4 separate regions of the Mus musculus genome follow, and regions 2, 3 and 4 are each linked to region 1. The links are chromatin contacts, called in public promoter capture Hi-C maps. All regions are on one chromosome and are shown on one strand. Each heading gives the region's core, a stretch centred on a gene start, on an enhancer-like site or on the middle of the called end of the contact. The rest is flanking DNA. Distances are from core to core; before and after follow the strand shown.

The links. Promoter capture Hi-C pulls out the DNA fragments that hold promoters and counts their contacts.
Region 2: a promoter capture Hi-C map of pre-B cells shows a contact between it and region 1, with 3 times the contacts expected there. The contact joins the promoter of Rhpn2 here to the promoter of Uri1 in region 1. A contact is called at or near these places in 6 of 39 promoter capture datasets (cranial neural crest, hematopoietic stem and progenitor cells, hippocampal neurons and 3 more), 1 of 484 Hi-C or Micro-C datasets (CD4 T cells), 1 of 115 datasets of contacts at active chromatin or transcription factors (extraembryonic endoderm stem cells) and 1 of 9 other capture datasets (liver).
Region 3: a promoter capture Hi-C map of hippocampal neurons shows a contact between it and region 1, with 8 times the contacts expected there. The contact joins the enhancer-like site here to the promoter of Uri1 in region 1. A contact is called at or near these places in 6 of 39 promoter capture datasets (the C10 cell line, cranial neural crest, embryonic stem cells and 3 more), 2 of 115 datasets of contacts at active chromatin or transcription factors (embryonic stem cells and large pre-B cells) and 1 of 9 other capture datasets (liver).
Region 4: a promoter capture Hi-C map of liver shows a contact between it and region 1, with 4 times the contacts expected there. The contact joins the promoter of E130304I02Rik here to the promoter of Uri1 in region 1. A contact is called at or near these places in 14 of 39 promoter capture datasets (the 3T3-L1 cell line, 3T3-L1-derived adipocytes, the C10 cell line and 7 more), 4 of 115 datasets of contacts at active chromatin or transcription factors (astrocytes, embryonic forebrain, embryonic stem cells and 1 more) and 1 of 9 other capture datasets (adipose tissue).

What each region holds. Positions count from the first base shown.
Region 1 is chr7:38,018,109-38,020,939 of GRCm38.p6, forward strand. It overlaps Uri1 (URI1, prefoldin-like chaperone), which reads right to left and starts at 1,444. Exons shown (of 11, transcript NM_011274.5): 1 at 1,002-1,444. The coding sequence starts at 1,112.
Region 2 is chr7:35,332,754-35,335,584 of GRCm38.p6, forward strand. It overlaps Rhpn2 (rhophilin, Rho GTPase binding protein 2), which reads left to right and starts at 1,484. Exons shown (of 15, transcript NM_027897.4): 1 at 1,484-1,658. The coding sequence starts at 1,590.
Region 3 is chr7:35,771,133-35,773,963 of GRCm38.p6, forward strand. Zfp507 (zinc finger protein 507) reads right to left here. Exons shown (of 7, transcript NM_177739.3): 7 at 1,214-2,831. Among named protein-coding and RNA genes, the nearest start is that of Dpy19l3, 18 kb to the left of the region's middle. Within about 2 kb of position 1,404, at least 3 of the 459 cell types and tissues checked have an H3K27ac peak or open chromatin away from gene starts, as enhancers often do. A contact at or near this core is called in hippocampal neurons, where this site is marked.
Region 4 is chr7:35,801,112-35,803,942 of GRCm38.p6, forward strand. It overlaps E130304I02Rik (RIKEN cDNA E130304I02 gene), which reads left to right and starts at 1,481. Exons shown (of 3, transcript NR_033567.1): 1 at 1,481-1,910. Zfp507 (zinc finger protein 507) reads right to left here and starts at 1,878. Exons shown (of 7, transcript NM_177739.3): 1 at 1,723-1,878; 2 at 327-417.

The DNA.
Region 1 (2,831 bases), core at 194-2,693:
TAGATTTAACTGACTGCATGTACAATTCTCCAGGAGTAAATTCCAAATAAATAACATAAAGTTTACACGCAAAAATATTTAAATATAGAAAAATAGAGCTTCTCAAATGTTTATGCAACTTCCTAAACCTTTATTAATACCTCACTCTGGCAACAGGACATGTGACGTTTAAGCAAATTAAATGTCGCTTTTCAAAGAATTTCAAGGCACGTCAGGAGAATCAACTTGAAAACCTACAGAATCCACAGGACAATTTCACATTTAACAATCGAGCTGTAGTTCTTAACTACATAACATTTCCTTATAAAAAAAAATATATAATAATTCCCATTCGGAGATTCTAAGCATTCTCCTCTCCTCTGGTAGATCAAAAAAAAAAAAAAAAAGTGGGGAAAGCCTTGTTTAATAAAGGCTTGAAGTTAAAATTTAACAAAGGCCTTCTCTCTTGTCGACTACTAAACCTAAGAGCTGGATTGCACAGGAAGTGCATCATCACCAACGTAGTCAAACTTGGACGCTCAATCAAATAAGGATATCTCGTGTGTGTGTGTGTGTGTGTGTGTGTGTGTGTGTGTGTGTGTGTGCGCACGCGCGCATTGTACCAACGTTTAGATAATAAATAGCTAAGGGGTAAAAAGAGTGACCACTTCTGTTCACAGTGTAATCCCCGAACCAAAAAGGAAAAAAAAAAAAACACGTATTTTTATTTAGTCCCAACAATTGCTCTCTCAGTTCAGGGTCAACCGATTATCCTATCCCCTGCATCCTCTGTATTCCCCACATCCCCGCATCCCTTCCGGGGAAGGTCAAAGGGCCACCGACAAAAGACAACAAATGCACGTGACAAAAGTTTCTCCCGTGGTCCCCGCGGCCCGAGGCTGCGCAGCTCGCGCGTGGGGATCTCGGTTTCACGCAGAGGGCTGGCCGCATTAGAGGTTGCTCAGAGTGTCGCGGCCACATGCGGAAGCCGGCCAGGGCCGGAACCAAGCGCGGCCTGTTACCTTTTCCTGCTCCTCGCGAAGCCGCGCCACCTCTGGTGCGCGCAGCGGAGCGGCGGCTGAGGCCTCTGCAAGGGGCTGGGGCTCGGGCTCGGGTTCGGACGGGGGCTCCATGCCCGGCGCCGCAGCCTCAGCGAGGCGAACAAGTCCTAAACAAGTGTTTATGGAGACGGCGTGGCCGGCGGATGCCCAGCGCCCGCGCGCTCGCCCTCATGCACTGCACGCCTCTCTCTGAAGAGGCCGCGCTCACTTTCGCCGCTGCCCCGGGGGCCGCCGCTCGCGTCCGGGCTACCCGCGGCCGCATCTCACACGCGCATACCGCCGCCGCCGCCGCCGCCGCCGCCTCGGAGCAGCAGGCCCTACACCAGGCGCGCCACGCTCTTCTCCCGCAACCGGGCCCAGCTTAGCGTCCCGCGACTGCCGCGCCTCCGCGCACGCCCCGCCCCTCGCCCCGCCCGCGCAGCACGCCGGGAAGCTCTCAAGCTCCGCCCTAGGGGGCGGGGCTATGGCGGGGACAGGGCCTCCGGGTGGGGTGGAGGCTGAGCCGCTCAGGACCCCTGCACAGGATGAGAGGCGGCGGGATAGTGGGTCCCAATTCGCTTGGCGCTGCCTGTGGTGGTAGGAACTTAATATGAGCACTGAGACTGTTTCATAAGCTCATTTAATTTTATCAAATTCAGCTGTTTCCCATGCCTTTTAATGAACTAATGTGGTTTAATGAGCTAAAATGCACAATATACAACTATATTTTTGCGTATGTATTAATTACTGTACACATTACAATTTTCCTTACATATATTAAGCTGCAGTATTAATATTACTATGTTACTACGTATGCACTGTGTAGCACATTTTTCAACAACAGCTGCTGCCCTATCCCATGTATTTTATAATTCTGGTGTTTTGTTTAACAGTGGGGACCAAATGCATGGCTTTGGACTTGCTAGACAAGCACTCTACCAACTGAGCTAAATCCCCATCCCTGTTCCACTCAGTATTTTAAAAATTGGAAGCTGGAGCAGGGAGCACACCTTTAATCCCCAACAGTTTGAAGGCAGAGGCAGGAGGGTATCTGTGAGTTTGAAGCCAGCCTGGTCCACATAGCAAGTTCCAGGCCAGCCTGAGCTGAATAAATCTCTTGGACTCACTTCCTCCCCCTAGCCCTTTGTGCAGCCTCTGTTTGTGGCAGTCCTCTAGTCTACCTTGTGGCCTTGTCCTAACTCTATCCCAAGCCCGGACAATAGGCATAGATCCTATTACCTCAGTATTGTGTGTATAGGAACAGGCTGGCAGGCACCTGCAGAATTCTGGCCCTCTGTGGGTCTGTTTGCCCCTATCTTCCACTTCTGTTCCAGCTCCCAAGTCCACATCCATCCTTTGATCACTTGCATCAAGAAAGAAAAAGCAGGGACGATTGGGGAAGATGGTAAATATGAATTTCTCTCCCTGCAGATGCAGCAACCTCTGAAACACAGTCAAACTCTGAGCACTCATCTTGCCTCCCGCCAATAGCAGCATCCCTGACTCCTAGGGCACCGCAGAAGCTACTTCTCTAGTGCTGGGCTTTGAATATGAACTGACCCCATGTGTTTCAATACTTGGTCCCTAACAGGTAGTACTAATTTGGAAGGATACTTAAAAATTAGGATGTACCAGGCAGTGGTGGCTCACACCTTTAATCCCAGAATCTGGAAGGCAGAGGCAGGCAGATCTCTGAGTTTGAGGCCAGCCTGGTCTACAGAGTGAGTTCCAGGACATCCAAGGCTACACAAAAAAACCCTGTCTTGAAAAGTGAGGGGGTGGGGAATTTAGTATGTCGTTTAGAATGTAGAA
Region 2 (2,831 bases), core at 234-2,733, 2.7 Mb before region 1:
TTTTGTGTGTTTGCTGGGGGGTTGGAGGGGGAATGCATGTGCCATGGCGCACGTGTGAGGTCAGAGAACCTGTGGAAGTTCTTTTTTGCACCTTCTACCCTATGGGTTCCAGGGAATGGAACTCAGGTTGTCAGGCTGAGCGGCAAGCACTTTTATCCTCTGAGCCACCTCTGCAGCCATACTAACACCATTTTTGTTGTTTGTTTTTGTTTTTCGAGACAAGGATTCTCTGTGTAGCCTTGGCTCTGAGACCCGCTTGTCTCTGCCTCCTGAGTCCTGAAATTAAACGCCCCTGGCCCCTAAAACACTTCTTAAAGAGCATGAAAACGGTTGGTTAGTTTTGAAAGCCGAATCTGAGGTTTACACTGCGACCCACAGACCTCCAAAGGCAGAAGACAAAGGTGTTTTTTGGTGGTGGTGGCGGCGGTGAGGAAGGAGTCTACAGGCTGGGGGCTCTAGGCTCCTGCAGATGTAGCCCGATGTGCTACCAATATCCGACGCCAGTTTACCTACTCTCCAGTAGGAGGTTCCGCGAACCCCGAGCCTAAGGAACCCCCTGCTACTCCTGTACTAACCACATCGATACCTATAACACGAGACCAGCCAGAGAAAAAATCACTTGGGCTTGAGAACTGAGAAAACCGAGTTTGGGAACTCTGGCATCCTTAAAGACACCTGCAGAATTCCTGTGCACAAAGCCTGCTCAGTAGGTGGCCCCCTCTCCCGACGACTTCTGCTACCCAAGCGCTCGGAGGCCTCCTCTCCTGCAAACAGCTTTCCGTCCTTCCTGGCCAGAGCCTTTAAAAGCTTCCGAGCAGCGAATGAACTGGTCATGAATGTCCGCGTCCCTGAGTGGGAAAGCAAACGTATTTAGTTCTCTGCATTTACTATTCCTAGGGCTCCAGAGAAAGGGCGAATTTGGGTTTCGCTACGTTTGCTGAAACCCCGATCCCGCTGGCTGCGCCACCTTAACGCTCACAAGGTAGTGAGCTGTGAACAACACTCAGATTAAGATCGAAGGCTCAGCAAGAGCTCCATTCTAGACTCGCGGCAGACAGCACTTAACACTTGCATGGGGCAGGGGCGCGGTCTATACAATCAAGGGCAGGGCTTCAGGGCTCTGGCTTCAGCCTCGGGCGGGGCTGGAGGAGGACCGTGCGTGTTGTGGGCGGGGCCTTAGTTGAGCGGGGCGAGGCTACAGAGTTAGGTATCCGCCTCCGGTAGGACTGGATGGTGGAGGGGCGGGGCCTAGGCGAGATGGGGCGTGGCTCCAGAGATCAGGGGTGGGGCTCACTCTGGGATGCAGGAGGACTGCAAATGCGGGGGGCGGAACTGTAGGGCTTGGGATTCGCCTCTTGGGAGGCTGAAGGCGGGGCCTAGGTGGCAGAACTGAGTTCCAGGCTCGGGATCTGCCTAGGTCCAGGTCTTGCTAAGAGGGGCGGAGCTCCAGATATCTGGCGCTCTAGGGCTCGGGCGGGGCGGCAGGGCGGCTGGCTGGTCGGGGCGGGAGCGGGGGCGGGTCCCGGCGCCTCCTGGGGCCCTTAGTAGCCACTGCACCTCAGTTCACCCTGGACTCCCGCGCTGCCAGCATGACCGATACGCTGCTACCCGCGGCTCCCCAGCCGCTGGAGAAAGAGGGTGACGACTACTTTCGAAAGGTGAGTGGCGAGTCAACAGACCCTCTCTCTCTGTCCTGGCAAACTGCGGAGCGTGCTGAAGGGGCTTGAGGCGGGGGTCGGCTTGGACTGGAGGGGGAGGGGAAGGAGAAGGGAGAGACCCGCAGAGTTGGTGCGGGCCGAAGGGCGGAGAAGGGGGGTCGAAAGGGGATTGATTGCGCGGGGCTTGGAGCCCCGAGCAGATGGCAGCCGGGCTGGGGCGTGCAGGTGCACAGGCAAGCCACACGCAGGTGGGAACCTGGGGAGGTGATCCGGATGGCCCTGCCAGGCTTCTCGCGCTGGTGGGGAAAGGACCAGCTCCTGGCCACGCTGGCGAGCTCGGTCGGTCCCTCTGCACTTATACCGCAGCTCAGTTTCCACCCGAGCGCTTAGCCATGGTGCATCTGGAGGGCGAGTTTTGCTCTTTTGCCTCCCAAGTGCTTTCAGCGTTGGCCCCCTTCGACTTCTTGGTAAGGGAGAGTGGATGCTGCAAGGGGACCTCGGGCGTGCCCCTTCGTTTGTCCTCGCCCAAGAGAGCCAGAGAACCGGAGTCTCACTCTTCCAAAGTGGATTTATCTGTATTTGGTTGTCCGAGAGACCGAGAGGGCGAGACTGGACTCTGCGCGCTTGGCACGTCTTGGCGCTCCTGGGCAATTAATGCGACTGCCTTTCGCCCTGGAACTCAGTTCCTCAAAAGCGACCCCATTAGGCGCCCACAGCGGTGCTGGGATTGCCCAACAGCTGCTGGCTTTCAAAGGCACTTTAGAGGTGCGAATCACTGTGACAGACTCCTCACCTTCCTCTTGGGTCCCTAGAGAGTCTAAAAATAGCTTTTGGACTTTGGCCAAGGATCACCTGGTGGGTTGAGAGATTGTCGTGGATATTTTTCTAACTGATACGATCGAAGGCGCAGCGAGCAGTCATGAATAGGGAAGTGAAACTGCTTCCCACAGAGCAATCAATTCTTAATTGTTCGTAAATGGGCTTGGCAGCTTCCTTCTCCCGCGGGACTCTGGCATCTTAAAGAACTTTTGCTCACACGTGAAGTAGTAATAGAAAAGAGGGAAATCTGGAGACAGGTGGGGACAGTGGGCAATTTTTAAAGTTCCTTTTGGCATTTAAAAAAGTTTTAAAGTATATTTAAGTTGAAAGATGTCATCATGGAATTACAGGATT
Region 3 (2,831 bases), core at 154-2,653, 2.2 Mb before region 1:
CCACAAAGGTGCCTGTGTTAGGTTTGGCTGTGAACTTTTGGGGACTGAGTTTAGCATCAGCCAGCAAGCTAGGCATGGATTCATCATTTGATGCCACTATCAGAGGTGGGGCCTGGCAGGAGATAACAGTTCCTGGCTCTGCCCTGGGTAAGTCTTATGTTTTTATCTTGTCACCTGTCTGCCTGCCCCTCCTCACTGAGCTATCCACCATGATATCCTAGCCACTATGAGCTCTCTATCTGCTTTGCATGTTCCCACCATAAGATCCTGCCTCACTGCAGATGATCTTGGCTAGAAGCTTCTGAAACCATGAGCCAAGTCAACCTAAGAGGGTTTTATTTTGGTTTGGTTTTGTTAAAGGTATTTTGCTATAGAAACGAAAAGCTAACACAAAGTGAAATGACTTTAACATGTTTTATTTAACTCAATATAGCCAAGCTATTTTAACACGTTGCCAACATATAAAGCTATTGGGATGCTTTACGTTCCTTTTTGTACTCAATTTTTGCAACTGTTCTGTTTTACCCTCAGAACACAAGTCCCATCTCCAGTGCTCAGTAGTCATGTGGCTATGGCTGTCATATGGGACCCCATGATCTGGATCTAGGTCCCCCCCTGCTCTGACTTATACTCCTAGCTTGTCATGGCACAGTGTTGAGATCTGGTCCTTGAGAGAAGAGATAGGACCACATCACCCTACAGAGAACAGTCCAAGAGGCTGTAGCTATCAAGGAGAATTCTTTGTTTTGAGTCACTTCCAGCTGGGAGGGCCTGGGATCCTAGGGCACGAACTGGGGGAAGCAAACCCAGTGCTGTAGTCATTAGAGCACCTGTGGCCTCTGCAAGGAATCGACTGTAAGAGATTGTTTGGTGATAGGCTACGAGAGGATCGAAGTATGAGGAGCGTTGTAGTCGGTGGCCTTCAGCAGTTCTAATTACAGGAAGGGAGCCGGCACCCCCAGCTCAGCACTGGAAGCATCGCCATGTCTGCTGTGGAAGCTAAAGGGCTGTTGAACAGGGGAGAAGGCCCAGAGCCCATGCTTGTGAAACGCAGCCCTGGTGCGCCAGGGCTACCTCAGCAACTTAACAGAGCCTAACAGTAAACCCCAACCAGCTCCCGGGAAGCTTTCAGTGGCTTAAATGCAAGTTTCTAACTCAACAAACCCAAGACAGGAATACACGCAGACAGCTAAGGAAACTTAGAAACAAGTGGTTTTTTAACAAAAAAAATTTATTACCAAAATACAATATTTAAGTCAATACATGGCAAACTCCTGTAAAGCAAAATAAATTACTCTAATTTTGGACAGTTCTTCTGAAAATTAAGAGGTGCCAGCCAGAGAGCTTGCTGCACTCACTCTTCTAACCAGGCGGCCTGTGCTGCCACAAACACGGTTTGCAGCGTGATGGGTGGGCGGGCAACAGAATGTCACCAAACGCCAATCATCCAGTTTTAATGAATCAGCGTCAGAATCAATCATTGCTTTTTTACATGGCGTTCCAGAAGTTTCTCTACTTGGGCTACAGAAGCAAAGCCATAGTGTTACACAATACTTATTTCTTTAAAAAAAAAATACATGTCTTTACGCCCATGAATGTCAAACTCAAGTTTCTATTAAATATATTTATAGACTATTACTTTGAGCACCTTGCTGCACAATTGAAAACCTGATTAAATAAGTGCTTATGAAACTGAGACCAGAGACACCTGCTCATCTTTGTCAAGCCAACTACGCTGCAGAGATGCGATGTAAACATGATGCTCACATTTGTTTTGTGAGGAAAAGAACAGTAATTACAAAGCCACCGATGGTAACCTCGAACAGGGGACTGAGCGGTCCAGGGCAGAAGCTTCAGCCGGTATCGATCGCTGCGTGTGGTCAAGCCACAGATAAAGTGAACAGGCACATGGCTGACAGGCCAGTGAGGGCATCTGCCAGAGTCCTGTGATCACAGCAAGGGACAAAATGATATTTATAAAGGTCACAACTGGCACCTCTCTCTCCATCTAATGTTTACTGAACACAGTAATTTTAAAGCAGTATTCCCCATTTGCTCTTAGAAGCGCAGGTGGTCAGAGCAAGAGACAAAAATCAGGGTTTCCCATGCCAAAGCTTAGAGCAGTGGTCAGGATACTCCTCTGAGCAGTGACCCTGACCGGGTAAGAGTCTCCCCAGCAATGACAACCATACATACATGCTTGTGTTACTCAGAATCTTGCTTCGTGGTAGAGCCTTGCTGTAAATGCTATCAGGACATGCAGGGCCCAGGCCCAAGGGCTCATATGAACGCACGACAGAGCGGAGGCTCTGAACCTTTGGGTTATTACATTTCCCCGTGGGTGGGGGAAGGCTTGCACTCATGCTTGCTATCATGTGGTCTGAAGGGACGTGGAAGCATCTTCTGAAGAGCCAGCCGCCCTGCTGAAATGGTAGGGGGTTTGGGTGATTACTATTTTTTAACCAATTGTGGAAAATTAAAGCCACAGAAAATTCACTGAAGGCTATTATTGGTTAGACTAACAGCAAAATGAAAACCAGACCCAGTAGGCACAATAGCAATGGGTGATAAAAATGGAAACATGAATTTTTTTTGCATTTGGCATTAAATATAAATATTTGAATTGTGAAAATATGAGAAAATTCATCTAAGTCCATATAGAATAAATTTAGGGAAATTGAATTAGTATCTATAAATCCATTTTCTTATTAAAATCCATATAACAGAAATGAATTAACCTTCACAGATAAATTAAGCCTATCTTGGCAGGTGTGATGGCTACTGCCGTTAATCCCAGCACTTGGGAGGCTGAGGCCAGCCTGGTCTTCATG
Region 4 (2,831 bases), core at 231-2,730, 2.2 Mb before region 1:
AGCTGCAAACCCAGAATTAGGCCTGCGTCCATTTCCTGTAATATTCCTGTAATTCCTGGTGGCCAAGCCCTTCTTTGGACACAAAGTGTCAAGGAACACCTCTGAGGCTCACAGACGTGAAACAGTGCCTGGCTTCAGAACTCAAACCACGCTTTCCCTAGTATACCGATTTCCCTTTCCATGCTCAAGGTGAGCATGATCAAGTAACAGCACCGGATGGATGCTAGGCAGCAGCAAACAGCTTCGTTTGCTCAGAGTTCTGTGGGTCCAGTCACAGTGGTGGCGGTTTATAAATAAGGCATCTCAGTGAGATGTAAGTGACTTACCCAAGGTTACATGGCTGTTAGTGGCAGAGCCAGTGTCTTTCCAATCAATTTCTGAAACAGATAGTCTCCTGGATCGATATTCACAATCCAGCTGTGGCCAAGAAGGAAATAAACACCATCAAACACGTCTCTCCATTGGCGGGCGAAACACAGTAACTTATTTCGGCAGTGAAGAAACTTCCAATACTTAACATTGAAAAGAAATTTCGGAAAGCTGTTCATGCAATGTAATTGTGTGAGGCAAATTTACATAATTTACTTAACAAGTAGAGGATTTTGCAGAAGCTAAAACAAATCAGCCTGGAAAACTTCTAACAATTGTATATTTTAAACCTCCCCCTCCATGTAAGTAATTCACTCAGCAAACTACTGCTTTTACTGACATAATTTTCTAACCAATATGGAATAATAAATGACATATTGCTATTCTAACTTTAACCGAAATTACAGCCTAAGGGGTGATTATGTAAATTAGTCAAACACAGTGGGCAGAAGAGTACCATGAAAAGATGCGACAACGTGGCTTGACCTATATATTCTCCAAAGCAGTTTCCTGCCCTGGTCCTCCTTTTTTTTTTTGGCTACTGTTTTCCTATTGTTGCTTTAAAGTAGGCTTATTCGGTTCCCTTAGAAAGTAACTTAGCGATTACAGTTAAGTAAAATTAGTACACCGCTAGGGCATCCTCCGAGTTTCCAGAGTTACCATGGTAAAGGAATGAAGGGTCAAACTTTCTCTTTTTAATCAATATAGCAATCCATACACAGAATCAGACCAGTAGAGTAGAAAGTACAAACTCAGACAGAAAAGGGGGTAAATCCAGTAATTGCCTTGGGCCATGTAGACTGAAAGCAAATTCCTGTCCACTGTCAGCAACCTTTGGTGGGGGTGGCTGCCTGGACCTAATTAATCACCCAGGCCTCGGACTCCAAACAACGATCGGGATGCCCCAGGTCTGGAAAGGTGGGCACTTTCACCAATGGTCTCAGCGATCTCTGGAAAGATCAGTCAATCCCAGAGGATGTGTACGTGTGGGAGGCCACGATTGCTATTTTTCGTTTGCGCTGGCATTTCCTACACCACGCAGTGCTTAAAGGACGGGGGATTAAAGAAACTTAAGCTCCATCCTGGCTGGCCTAAGCGCTTTCACGTCTCCAGAAGGCAAAGGCGCTTCAGCGGGACCTGGGGAGCAACGGGACCCCCACCCCCAGCGGCACGGCGGGCCCGGGGTCTCCACAGGCCCGACAGAGGGACGACAGTACACACAGGGCCCTGGAGCTCAGGCTCGGGTGCGTGGCAGTGCCGCGGGCGTCACCGGCGAGGAGGAAGCGGGCGTCACCAGCGAGGCCGCACATGGCCGGCGGCGCTCAAGCGGAGGGGCGGCCCGGGGCGCGGTACCTGCGGTCGGGCGGCGGGCTGCTGCTCCTGCGAGCCTCCTTTGGCCGGCCGGGACCCCACCGTACCCTCGCCCTCGTCCGCCTCGCTCCCGACTCCTTTCCCTCTCTTTCCCCCTTTTTGCCCCTTCCTCGGCCGTGGCTCCAAGATGGCGGCGCCGAGACAGATCACGTGAGCGGCGAGCCGGTCAGGTGAGCCTGGAGGCGCGCGGCGTGGGCGGGGCTGTGGTGGGGTGGAGCCACCACAGACCACGCCCTCTGGCAGAAAGGGCCTTAAGGCTCTGGGCAGATGCTGTGGCCATCCAGGTCCTGTCAGAGCTGGTGTTGGTCTAGAACTCAGTTGATATCCACTGTGGCCTCAACCTGCTGGGGCATTCTTCATCCCCTCATTTACCCCATCGTTCTTTACATCCTTGTGCTTGTGAATCTGGCTGGACTTTTTTTTTTTTTTTTTTTTTTAAAGTTTATCGAGGGCTGGAGCGATGGCTGGAGTGATGGCTGGAGCGAGGGTTGGAGCGATGGCTCCGTGGTTGCTCTTATAGAGGACACAGGTTTGGTTTCCAGCACTCATACAGTGGCTCACAACCATGTGTAACTCCACTTCCAGGGACTCAGAAGCTCTGGCCTTCTTCTGACCTCCACAGACTCCAGACACACACATGGTGCTCAGGTATACAGATAAGTAAGCCATTCACACACACAAAATATTATCTACGTATTTATTTATTGTTATTTGTGGAGACTTGTGGTCAGAGGAGAATTTTCAGGAGTCTGTTCTTTCCTTCCATGGTATGGGTTCTGATATTGAACTCAAACCTTCAGACTTGGCAGCGAGTACCTTTACCCATTGAACCACATACCTCCTAGATAAATGCTCTTCCACTGAGCTATTGAGTTTCCTGAAACAACTCATCCTGGCTTCTAATTCCTTATGTAGTTAGCCCAGGCAGACATTTGAAGTTGTGAACCTCCTGCCTCAGCCCTCCAGGGTAGCTTGGGAGAGTAGATGTGTCTCCACCATACCAGGCTCTAATTGGAGCTATTATTTTTTTCAGGCATCGTATGCTGAAAAATGTAGAGGTCCTAACCGTATGTCTGATGAGAGGCAGTGCT